Regions from separate parts of the Hordeum vulgare genome. Here region 1 is linked to region 2. The links are chromatin contacts, called in public Hi-C maps. All regions are on one chromosome and are shown on one strand. The core of a region is the stretch at or near the end of the contact, and the rest is flanking DNA. Distances in the headings are between cores, read along the strand shown.

Region 1 (6,089 bases), core at 957-3,456, 400 kb after region 2:
CGTAATATCCACCTTCACATTCATATGTGTGTCAAAATTCTGGACCATATTTGCATTTGCATTTGTATATGTATTTGTAGAATAAACCTAGTTATCTTTCATTTTCATTTTCATTACAATTCAGATACAAAGGTTTCAGATATGATAGACATTTTTTTGAATACGAATATTCGACATACTTGTAAAGAGTATGCCCTTTGTTCAAAAAAAGTACACCCTTCATCCCAAAATAAGTGGTTAAAATTTATATAAAGCTGAATCATTTATTTTAGAACGAAGGGAGTATAATACTTCAAAAATAATCGAAGAGATGATGATGTGCAAGAAGGAGTAACACGCCATGGGCTCACAAATCGGCCGACGCCATTTTTGGGCCCGTAGGGTAAAATATTGAGTTATTTACCCAAAACCACCACACTTGGGGCTGGGGTAACAAGTTAGTACCAGATTTGAGCCAGGTAAAAAAACCATCAGCTGTGAGCCTAATACGTAACGCGGAGCACTCACGTTGCGTTTTGGCCACGAAAACAGCAGAACCGATAGGTGGGGCCCGCTAGTCGGGTCGATGTGGCATGAAGCCCCCGCCTGTCAGCCTCCCTCCGATTCCCTCTCTCCCCCAGCCACCTTATTCCCCACCATCCCCACACAGCCAACCAAATCATGCGTCATCGCCCGAAGCCTTACCCCGGCGAGCCTCCCTACTGCCCCAGCCACATACCATCCCCCGCCACAAGCCATTGGTCCACGTGGATCCAACCCCAGCGACACCTCCAGCCCTTGTTCCGCCTAGATCCGGCGAGGATCCGCCTTGTTGCCCAGACCGCTGCCTCTGCTCGGCGTGGAGGAGCCAAGGTGGTGCACGACCAACAAGGTGGTGAACTAGACACCACCGCGCTGCTAGGGCTAGTCGTCCATGGCCGCGCCGCCACGTCAAGGGATTCACGGGCGTCAGCGTCAAAGGCGCGGTTGCGCGTGCTGGGAGGCATCTTGCGGCCGAGCACCAGTCTGGGCCCAACGGTCGTCGGCGTGCTATCGGAGGGCGTTGATTTGCGGCGCTCCAGGCCGAGCCCCATGGCCAGGATGCTTGCTCTGCGCCATGGCTGAGTTGTGCGCCGCCCTTGCTGTATGCATGATGGAGGGCAAGGGAGCTTCCATTATTCAGTGTGTGGGGTCCTCGACGACGTCCTGTCCGCGGGCGGCGGCCTGGATGAGCTCGTGCCGACTTGTTCTTCTCGTGCGGTGACCACAACAACGAGATGAACAATGTCGAGAAGCTGCTTGTTGAAATGCCCATGAAGATGAAGTAGAAGTAAAAAAAGAAAGGGAATCGTTTCCCACCCGCGCGCCGGCCGAACCAACGCGCCGGTCGCCCCCTCGTGCGCGTGGGACCATGCAACATTTTTCCCACCCGCGCGCTTTTCTAATCAATGGATGCAATATTTTTCGTCTAAATTTGTTGCAACCAGCGTCATTTTTGCTGCAAGCATTTTTTTACTACATTTTGTCCCAGTATAAAAGTTGCATATACGTTTGGTTGCTACTCCAGTTCATCGGATTTTTCATTACAATCGATGTTTTTTACTTTTGTTACAACCGTGTTAATTTTTGCTACAACCGGCATAATGTTTTGCTGCAACCGTTCACTAAAAAAGTTGCATACACATCACGTAAATTTTTGTTACAGCCGGCGTTTGACTTTTGCTACCATGTACCATCAGCTTCGTTTTTTTGCTACGATCACGTAAATATTTTTTTTGCTATAATTTTTGTTTTTTGTTGGAACTGTTGAAAAAATTGCTGCATCGCATCGAAATTTTGCTGCATAAGGAAAAAAAATGTTGCATGCGGATCCAACGGTGCGGACGCGCGGGGGTTGATGGTTCGTGCGGCGCGCCCGAAAGTCTGGACCGGCGTGCCGGCGCAGATCACTCCCCAAAAAGAAAAAGGGGAAATAAACAACCACTTTAGTCACTCACAGATGGGACCTTGTCCATCTCAGCAAATTTATCCATATAGACATGCTACATCGACCCCACAGACGGGCATATCCGTCGGTTTTGTTGTTTTCGTGACCAAAATATACTCCGCGTTACGTATTAGACGCACAACTGATGGTTTTTTATGATCTGACTTAAATCTAATAGTAACTTGTTATCTTAGCCCAACTGTGGTGGTTTTGGGGGAAATAACTCTAAAATATCATCATGCCGTTCTCCGCAGTCGAAGCACGCGCAGCCGAACAACCCTTTCTCCCAGCTCCCTCTCCCCCCGCCTACCCGAGAGGAGATAACGCAGGACAGGAAGGTACCCCCGCTTTGCCTCCTCTGATTCCATCTGCATCCGTGAAAGGATTCTCGCCGTGTTCCACCAGCGGCGCCTCGCGTCCCTCCATCTCGGACCAAATTTCGTGTTTTTTTAATTTCAGTTCTGCCACCTGCTGAATTAGCGAGTTTCTCGGCGGAGGTTTACCACCACAAGAATGCAGTAGGGGTCGCAAACCCGCCGGCCGACGAGGGGTGATGGCCGCGGTGGCGCCCAACGCGAGCATGGGGCTGCTCAATCTGGGCGGGTGCGGGGTTTTGCTTCCCTCCCTGCAGCCTAATTCGAGCGCCGGTCACGGCTTTCTGGTCCCGAGAAGGGACGTCTCCGCGTTGCCGCTGAGCTGGGGTTTGGTCAGAAGAGGCAGGGTTCTCGACGCCGGGTTCGGGGCTGCGGGTGCCTTGGCTAGCGGAGAGGCCGGTGCCGGTTCGTCGGAGCTCCGGCACATCGAGAAGGAGCTCACGTTTAGCCCCACATTCACCGACTATGTGAAGATGATGGAGTCGGTGAAGTTGGACAGGAGCAAGAGTTTGCAGGGAGGCGATTCGGATGGCCGTAGTTCAAGGAGGAGGTTCGACGGTGATGGTCGACGAGAGGATAGGGAGTCAATTGATCCAAGGAAGAAATCATTTGAGAGGAAAACAGGGTCTCAAAGGGAGAGAGGGCGTGACCAAGGCAGGGGTGAGAGGTTACCGATGAATGGCCGCACAGAAGAATTTACTGGATTGGTGGGTGATGTTAAAAACAGCAGTGATGGTCAGAGGAAAGTTGAAGAATATGTACAGAGAAGAATAGTTCGAGGCGAACGAAGCAGAATTGGAGACAGTACTGATAGGGATGACCGCAAGCAGTTTTCATCAGCATCATATGTGAAGGCTAAAGATAACAAAGGTGGTGTGGTTGCTCATGAATCAGCAGGGAACAGGCATGCCCAGTCAAATGCACGGAAGGATTTACAAGGACGTTCAACTTCTGTTGTAAGCCGTACTTCTGTCACTCGGAATAGCAGCATTATATTGAGGGACACCAAGTTGATCAATGCAAGAAGTAATATACACGAACATGACTTCAGATATCCTAGAGAGAGAAAACTTTCCGGTAGCGAGGTCAATGCTGACAGTAAATTTCATAGATACCAGCAAAGAACAGAGAATTCAGGAAGAAATCTTGTAGGTAGTTTTAGAGATAATGACGTGGACTATAGCAAACCTACTGTAAGCAAAAGATACGGCCATACACAAACAGTGTTTGAGAATTATGGTCATCGGAGTGATAGTTTGGAGCGTGGAAAACCTGAAACAAGTCGAATGCACAGAGGAGAAAATGTTCAACAGGGGAAGTTTGTTAGAAGAGATTCAAAAGCTGTCGTTGATGATAGGGCTGCTTTCAAGACTTTTGAGGCATTCACTGATGTCAGGAACAGGCCACGGGCTCTTCAAATGGAAATAGAAGAGAGGATTCAGAAATTAGCTAGTCGGTGAGTCTTCATATAATTGCTTTTATTCTAATGCCTAAGTTATCCTAGTTTACTGCTGTATAAGTTGAACATAGTAGCCTCTTATTTTTGTTTGACATGTGCAGTAGCCTCTTTTAATTTGGAAAAATATGGTCCATGATGGTAATTTATATGTACTATTCATATTATGACCTTTTTTTTTTGTTATAATCATTTTTTATTCAACATGTATTTAAACTGCTCTGTATCTTCACCAGCGGCACAATTTACCATCATCACTCACATCAAATACACGATAACTCTAAAGCTCTAACCTACTTAGCTTACATTCCCACCATTCCTTATAAAATACTATATGATGAATCATTCTAGTGACGATACTGAACATCTAGAGAGATCATGCTCAAATATATTGTTCTGACATTTAGTGGTTATGTACAGGTTATAAAGCAGGAATACGTATTCCTTAATCACTATCAGACTGTTCCAACTTTAAAAATTATTACCAAGCTATTATTTACATTGTGATGCCTAGAGGCAAACTATTATTTACAGTTTGTTTTGGAGAATTCTTCTATGCATTTATGCAGATAATTGTTTGAGAAGTTCATTACCGACTGTAACCCAGCAATGGAACTTGTAAGCTGAGCTGACTACGGAAATATTTTTGTATTTCGTGCTTTCCGCATAACTGATTATGATTAATCATGAGAAATCACCATTATCTTATACTTTTAGTTAATTTCTTATAATTCTATATTTGAAGGCTCAATGCTACAGATGTAAATACTCCAGAGTGGAAATTCTCCAAGATGATTCATGATGCACAGATCAAATTCACTGATCACTCTATCCTAAGGATTGTTCAGATATTGGGTCGATATGGAAACTGGAAACGTGTTTTGCAAGTTGTTGAATGGCTTCAGTCACGTGAAAGATTCAAGTCCTATAAGAGCAGGTAGAATAGCTGCCCACTTATATGTTTCTATGTTTTTTATCAATCTTAAATCTGCATTTTTGTTTGTTTTTGTAGCATGCATTTTAACTTCTTTGATATATGTAGCACAATTGTAGTGCTACCGATTTGTTACCTATACGAATAAGTTGGTTGATCTATGTGTGCATGCTTAAAGTAGTTTCTTGGATTAATTTTCCTTGGTACCTCCACATGGTGTCATTGAAGGGGTACAGTGCTTAGTATGTGAAGTGCATATGATCTTTATAAGCACCTTCTGATGTAGGTATATTTATACAACAGTCCTTGATGTTCTTGGGAAGGCAAAGAGACCTTTTGAGGCATTGAATGTATTTTACACCATGCTGGTATAACTTGTACTTATCTTCATCTTATTTTATGCAGAAAATACTTATTTTCATCTTATGGTCATCTTATTTAGACGCTGTTCCTGTATTTCTATTTCTTTTGCAGGAACAATTATCTTCTTATCCTGACATCGCGGCTTATCATTGTATTGCTGTGACTCTCGGGCAAGCTGGTCTTGTGAAAGAACTATTTGATGTGATCGATTGCATGCGTTCCCCTCCTAAGAAGAAGTTTATGGTGGGTCCTGTTCAGAATTGGGATCCTCGGTTGGAACCAGACCTCATTGTATACAATGCGGTGAGTTTATTTGTAGCAAACGTGATATGTGCGTGGAATCAGCACACCATGAGCATGGTGAAGTTTATCAGTTGAACATAACTGCTTCTGCTCGTATGTAGGTTTTGAATGCTTGCGTTCAACAAAAGCAGTGGGAAGGGACATTCTGGGTACTGCAACAATTGAAAGAGAAGAATATTCGCCCAACTAATACAACATATGGTCTTGTAATGGAGGTATGCTGATCGCGATACACATACACATACACATACAATATGGCACATACTCTTTGTATTCTCTCCCACCCTACTATGCTGGGCCCTGAAGGGGAACTTCTACAGACCTCTCTAGACTTTCTGCAACATGACAAAGCATTTTGTATTATATTTTTTTATAGAACTACACATGAAAGTGTCCTGGTTTCCTAAGAGCAGCTCATTACACAGAATGTTTCACCTGTATTTTTTTTACTTAAGCTTGGTTCTTATCTGATTTCCACAACACCATGTTATATATAGTGGGCACTATTCTTGTGCAGCATAATCCATTTTTAATCTAGTTTAATTTCGTGGAAGTGCAGGTAATGCTTGTCTGTGGCAAGTATAACTTGGTATATGAGTTCTTCGACAGGGTGAAGCAAAAATCAATACCTGGTGCATTGAACTATAAAGGTAATAACTAGAAGTTGAATAAATGAGTTTAAAGTTCATGTCT
Region 2 (5,749 bases), core at 2,772-5,271:
TTTGTCAAATTGTTCAATTGGTGATGAATTGGTTCTATATGATGGGTGTGCATGGCTTTGCATGAATATGAGGGGTGTAGTTCTACCGGAGGACAAATGAGGAGTGTGGCTGTTCCACAGGACAAATGAAGGGCTGGCCGGCACTGTCCGTGGAGGCATCTGGACGCGCCTGCGGACGTTTAGGGGGTCAAATTTGCCCAGTCCAGTTGTAGATGCCCTTATGTTTTGGACACAAACCATGAAACCAAACATACCCTCAAAACAGTGACATTGCCGCAACATGAACAATGGCACCTTCAAAACCAGCTTCAGGGGGTTAAAGTGATTCAGTATTCAACATTCAAGGGGCTAAGTAAGCCACAAACTTGAGGGGCTTAGGACAAACATGACACTTGGGATGAGCAAAATGGACTTTTCCCTTAATGATAATATAAAAAAGATAAAATCAAAAAGGGATCCTCAGGACCTAAAAATAAATAAATAAATAAATAAGGACCATAAAAAACAGCAAATGTGAAGCAATCATGAAATGTAAGAGCTTGCACACTCCCAAGAGCAATGATAAAGAGCTTAGGGTCTTAAGACATAATGTAAATACTTCAGCAGGCCATCACAGAATTTCAACGATGTGTTAGTTTCCATGTGAGAAAGGGATGAGTAAGGCATCTTAGGCATGCCACCAGGTCAAAGGGTTTGTTTTGCAATATTGCAAATGATGCATCCTTTGACCTCGGAATCGTATTACTAGCATTCAAATTCAATGAAGAACAATACAAAGTGGAGAAGTGGTACTAACTGGAAGTTTGGAACTCTGAAGTCCTATATTGTCTAATGGCTTTTATACCGCTGTGGACCTAGGTGTGTTTCATAAATAAATACCCATTTTTTGGTCCCATATTTGCACCACATATATTGCTTCAACCAATTTGAACACTTAGTAGGATACATAAAAAATAGCATGGCAGGTTGAGACGACTGCAGCCATGTAGAATCTCACCTCAGTTTCCCCATATATGCATTGCTCCCTTGTGACAAGTCGTCAGCATCAAGGGATATAATGTACTCAGTATGAGGACCACGCCTAAACCTTCTTGCGGCCATGAGAAACTTCCCTTTATCTACAGTAGCTGCAAGACAAGGACAATATGTGTATTAAACTATTATCATCAGGCACATTTGATGCTGAAAATGATCAAATGATATTATGAATGGTATAATGCATTGTAAGGGACGACCATGGTAACTAGTAGAACCAAAGATTATTCATTTAGGGCAAAATAACAATAGTACATAGCCACACAACAAACTTTATCCTTTAGCAGATGAGGGTAAGGATTTGGTTGAGAAAATTGGTGCTCTATAAATACATGAACAGGTCAATCTACTGCCTATGCACCTGAGTGTTACAGATAGTAACAAAGATCAAGTGGAAGATCTCAAGTACTATTATCTGTTTCATTACAAAGATCAAGTGGAAGATCTCAAGTACTATTATCTGTTCAATGAAATGAAACGTAAAGTCTTTTGCGTTTTCTCTAAAAAAAACTTAGTATCTTGTAAAACTATTCAAGCTCCCAAAGATCTGGGGAAAACTTTGAGTCCCTTCAGATTCATGCTCCAAAAGATGCTCAAGTCCTATAGGCATGACAGAACTAAACCCTTGGAATTGAACTTCTGAGCTAACCAATCCAAATAATGAGCAGCACTATCCATTATTTTATATTTGAAATATAGCATTATCACAACACACATTAACGATTCTAGTCCAGAATTTGGTGGATTTCTGCATGTTCAATTCCATTATCCGGTCCACAACTGTCGCCCCAGGACCCCAGTTTAATGCATACAGAATTACAGATACAAATTAGCGAATGGCCCTGAAACCCCAACATAGGTGCATTTGTGCTGGTTGATTACTAGTTGTAGTGCCAGGAAGGGAATATGTATAAGAACAGACAACACATGCAAACACAATGCAGATGCAAAATAATAATAATTGAAAAGTCATTATCGACTAGGAGAAACAAGTGATACGCTTCCAATTAAAGCCTTACTGACTGAGATCCAAAAGCTATATATGCAGCATATTGCTGCTTATCAAGTGTCATCGTGCATACAAATACGAAGTTTTTTTACTAGACCATTGCTAACTCTTAAATATATTTCTTGCTAAATGTGTCCTTGGTCCACTGATAACGAGTTGGCCCAAATGCATACGCAACATAAAATAGAATGAGAAAATCAAGGCAGTACACCCATCAGATAGGCTTACCAGTTGTCAAGCCAAGGTAGAGGTAGAACGTAGAGTTCTTCTTATTCCGCTTGATAAAACACTGCATTGGAAACTCCTTTGGCCCTGGCTGTTTGACATTATGTTGTAAGATTAGGCATACAGATGCTGCATAAGAAACTTCTGTGCAAGTCCCCAAGTAACTACAAAGGAATCCCTCGCATAAATAGCTTCAACAGAAACGTAAGAAAACTATGGGTACATTTGGTTTTAGCCTAGCTTGGCTGTATCAAATAATTGGCTAGCCAGATTTTTGGTGGAGCCTTTGCTTGCCTAATTGGCCAACACTGACTAGAAAGTGAACTGAAATGGAGAGAGAAGCATTGGCATGACAAAATATTGGTAGCCATCCAAACATAGACCAAATTTTTAGCCATGACCAAATTATTGGTAGGGTGGGTTTTGGCCACCATCCAAACAAATCCTATGCTACTCAAAATAGGCAAGACGGAATTTCTCATTGCGGAAGCCTTGCCATTAAAATCCAATTAATTGAGTTCCTGTTTGCAGGGGGATGACAAAAATACACAAGCCAAAATTTCTGATCGTCGACACGCCAATCGAAACCACCCATCGAAATACACCAAATTTAGTATCGCCCAAACCAAGAATGAGAGCGTGAGTGCACTTTTATGGGATGGCATACAGCGCGACCGGGCAGTGGCACGACGCATGGAGCAGCACCCCACTTTCACCTGACGTCATTGATGTACACCATGGCCCCAGCACACAAACCGTTGCATGGCTGATCAGACGGTGGATTCTCAAAAAAAAGGCTGATCAGACGGTGTGGTGCCCGGCGTGCCATAAGATCAGGGAGAACTTGGTTTAAGGCATTTTTATAAATAAAAAAAGGGTACAAGAACCGATTAAGGGCCTCATTGATTGGCGGGAGATTATCCCATTTCCGGCAATAATTGAATTGTTCCCTGTGAATTCATGTGAATCTAATAGGCCATGAGAAATAACATCACAGCTACATTTACAGGTCCAACCTTCCAAATCGCACAACAAACAACCTTAGCATCTATGGAAATGGAAAACTAATGGACCTAATGTATAGGCAGGCGCGAAATTTGCCGCTCAGGCTTAATCCGATGCCCTACCTGTCTCAACGGAGAGGAACCTTTGGAAAAATTACGGATCGAAAGGGAGCAAATCATCATCAGTTTCCTCCTTAATAAAAACTTAAGTTTGGGATGGGGATTTCCACAGCCCTACACCACCACACACGGAACCGGAAGCAGAGACCCCTACCAATCGACGGGTATGAGAGCACAAACCCACCAGGCGCAGCTCCCGTTCTCACCTGCTTGAGCGAGGACGGGAAGGTGATCTTTCCGGACACCGCGGGCGGCCGCACGACGGCGACGGCGGCTTCGCGCCACCGGCGGCAGACGCAGGCGCAGGAGACGACATCCTTGCGAGCCGGCCACCTCTCGCCGCCGGACGCCTCGACGCGCCGCACCACCTCCGAGAGGAGCTCCGGCAGCAGGCGCGCCCACCTCTCCTCCTGCTCCTCCGGCTGCCCGTCCTCCTTCTCCTCCCCCATCTCCGCCACCTCGGAGACCTCGCCCTCGGCCGCCGGCTCCTCGCAAGGCATATCTTCCGCCCACCACTGTACTGCCTCCCCACTAGGTTGCGGGCCTCTTTCGTCGGCCTTGGTTTTTTGCTTTTCTTTCTTCCAACTGTAACCAAAACCGCGTTCGGCGATGGAGAGAAGAAGATGGAGTACTTGTCTGGAAAAGTGGATCTAGCGGACAGGTACTGTGACCACTCATCACTGTGGTGCGTGGCCTTTCTTTAATTTCTTTCCTTTTCCGTATTATCACAGTGGTGAAACGATCACACACACACACATGAATTTTCTTCGCTGTGCAAGTTACTCTTTCCTTTCTTTTCCTTCAAGGCCACGGGATAAACATATGCAAACAAAATCCAAAAGTGGATGCGTGCTACGTGTCGACTGGCTGATTTTATGGAAAGTTGGTAAACTTGATGTCCACCTCATACATCATGTGTGAGTCGTCGAATTCACTTTCACATGTGAATGCAGCGGCCTCGTCCCCTCTTAGCCGATCGGAAAATCGTCAATGTTGTCCTCAACGCCCTTCAACATGGTCGACGTTGCAGCTATCACATGTCTCTTTTCACACGCTTGCTCTATTGTATGTAAGGAGTAGAGGTAGATCAAGACTAAGACTCACATGGAGCGTATGTCTCTTTCACCTGCCATGTGTTGCAATATCATTGATGTTGCACTCGTCACCCTGCAACATGGTCACCGTTGCAGTGGTCACGTGTCCCTTCTCAGTCGTTCACAATATGGTCGATGTTGGGCTCATCGTCCTGCAATATGATCATTGTTACAGTGGTGGCGACACATGATCATCGTCCTTGCAGCACCAATATCGTTGTTAACACAACATGGCGACATCATCATCATACAACGTCGCTTCTACAAACACCCGCTCAGGGAGACCTTACAGTAGTCGATAATGCCTTCTATAACACTCAAGATGTGGTACTATCCTAATCATGGCTCAAGGCCTCGATACGAATAGAATCACATCTCGTTGTTTCACAAGAACAAATATCATCGCGTATGCATTTTAAAAAGAGATGGGTATATGAAGTTAGCTTACACTCGTCACAAGCTAAGTCAATATCATGCAAATACAATCATCCAGAAGAACAAGGTCCGACTACGGACAAAATCAAACCATAAAATGGAGATGACACCTATCTCGCTAATCTTAGGAAGCCGACCAAAGGGTCCCGCTACTCGTTTGGATAGGTGACGTAGATACGCCCACGCTCCTCGTCATACTCTTACTAGAGCCTGGAGGCATCATCTCGATCAACCTCGTATGTATATGTACCTGTTGTGTTGTAGTAATTTGTGAGCCATGGGGATTCACCAATCTCATCGCCAAAGGTATCAATCTCATCGCCCAAGGTATCAAGTCTAATTAAGTTTCTAGGTGAGGCATGGTTAAGTGATGAGGTTGCAGCAACGCTATATATTTGGGTGGCTAATTTACGAGTACAAGAATAAGATAAGAATCTACACATTGAACTAAAATATGATCAAAAGGTGATACTGAGCACCTACTTAAAATTTATACACAACCCCACCGTATTTTTTCACACCATTTTCATACATAACCCCACAGTTAAATTCCTTGGATTTTTTTTTACTGTAGGGGAAAATGTCTCAATTATTTATGCAAGATTAACACATATACCAAAATCCAGAGAAAATAGAAAATACAAATCAATATATATATATATATATATATATATATATATATATTAAAAAAAGTAAAAGGACAGGGTCACCAGGGGTTGTCCTAGCCGCTGATTGTGACAAGTGGCCCGAGTGCCACGTTGCAGGGACTAACCATTGGGGCCTAACTATCGGCGACACTTTGAATGTGAGGCAAGTTAAAAAAGCGG

What was found. A called contact is a pair of places that touch in the nucleus more often than the background predicts.
Region 1: a contact with region 2 is called in a Hi-C map of seedling, with 2.3 times the contacts expected there. The contact joins the promoter of LOC123444089 here to the promoter of LOC123444087 in region 2. A contact is called at or near these places in 3 of 6 Hi-C or Micro-C datasets (leaf and seedling).

The regions. Positions count from the first base shown.
Region 1 is chr3H:426,762,014-426,768,102 of MorexV3_pseudomolecules_assembly, forward strand. It overlaps LOC123444089 (pentatricopeptide repeat-containing protein At1g30610, chloroplastic), which reads left to right and starts at 2,207. Exons shown (of 10, transcript XM_045120703.1): 1 at 2,207-2,304; 2 at 2,426-3,796; 3 at 4,542-4,733; 4 at 5,017-5,098; 5 at 5,205-5,396; 6 at 5,498-5,611; 7 at 5,956-6,046. The coding sequence starts at 2,520.
Region 2 is chr3H:426,363,199-426,368,947 of MorexV3_pseudomolecules_assembly, forward strand. LOC123444087 (tubby-like F-box protein 1) reads right to left here and starts at 4,022. Exons shown (of 4, transcript XM_045120701.1): 1 at 3,600-4,022; 2 at 2,273-2,360; 3 at 998-1,127. The coding sequence starts at 3,893.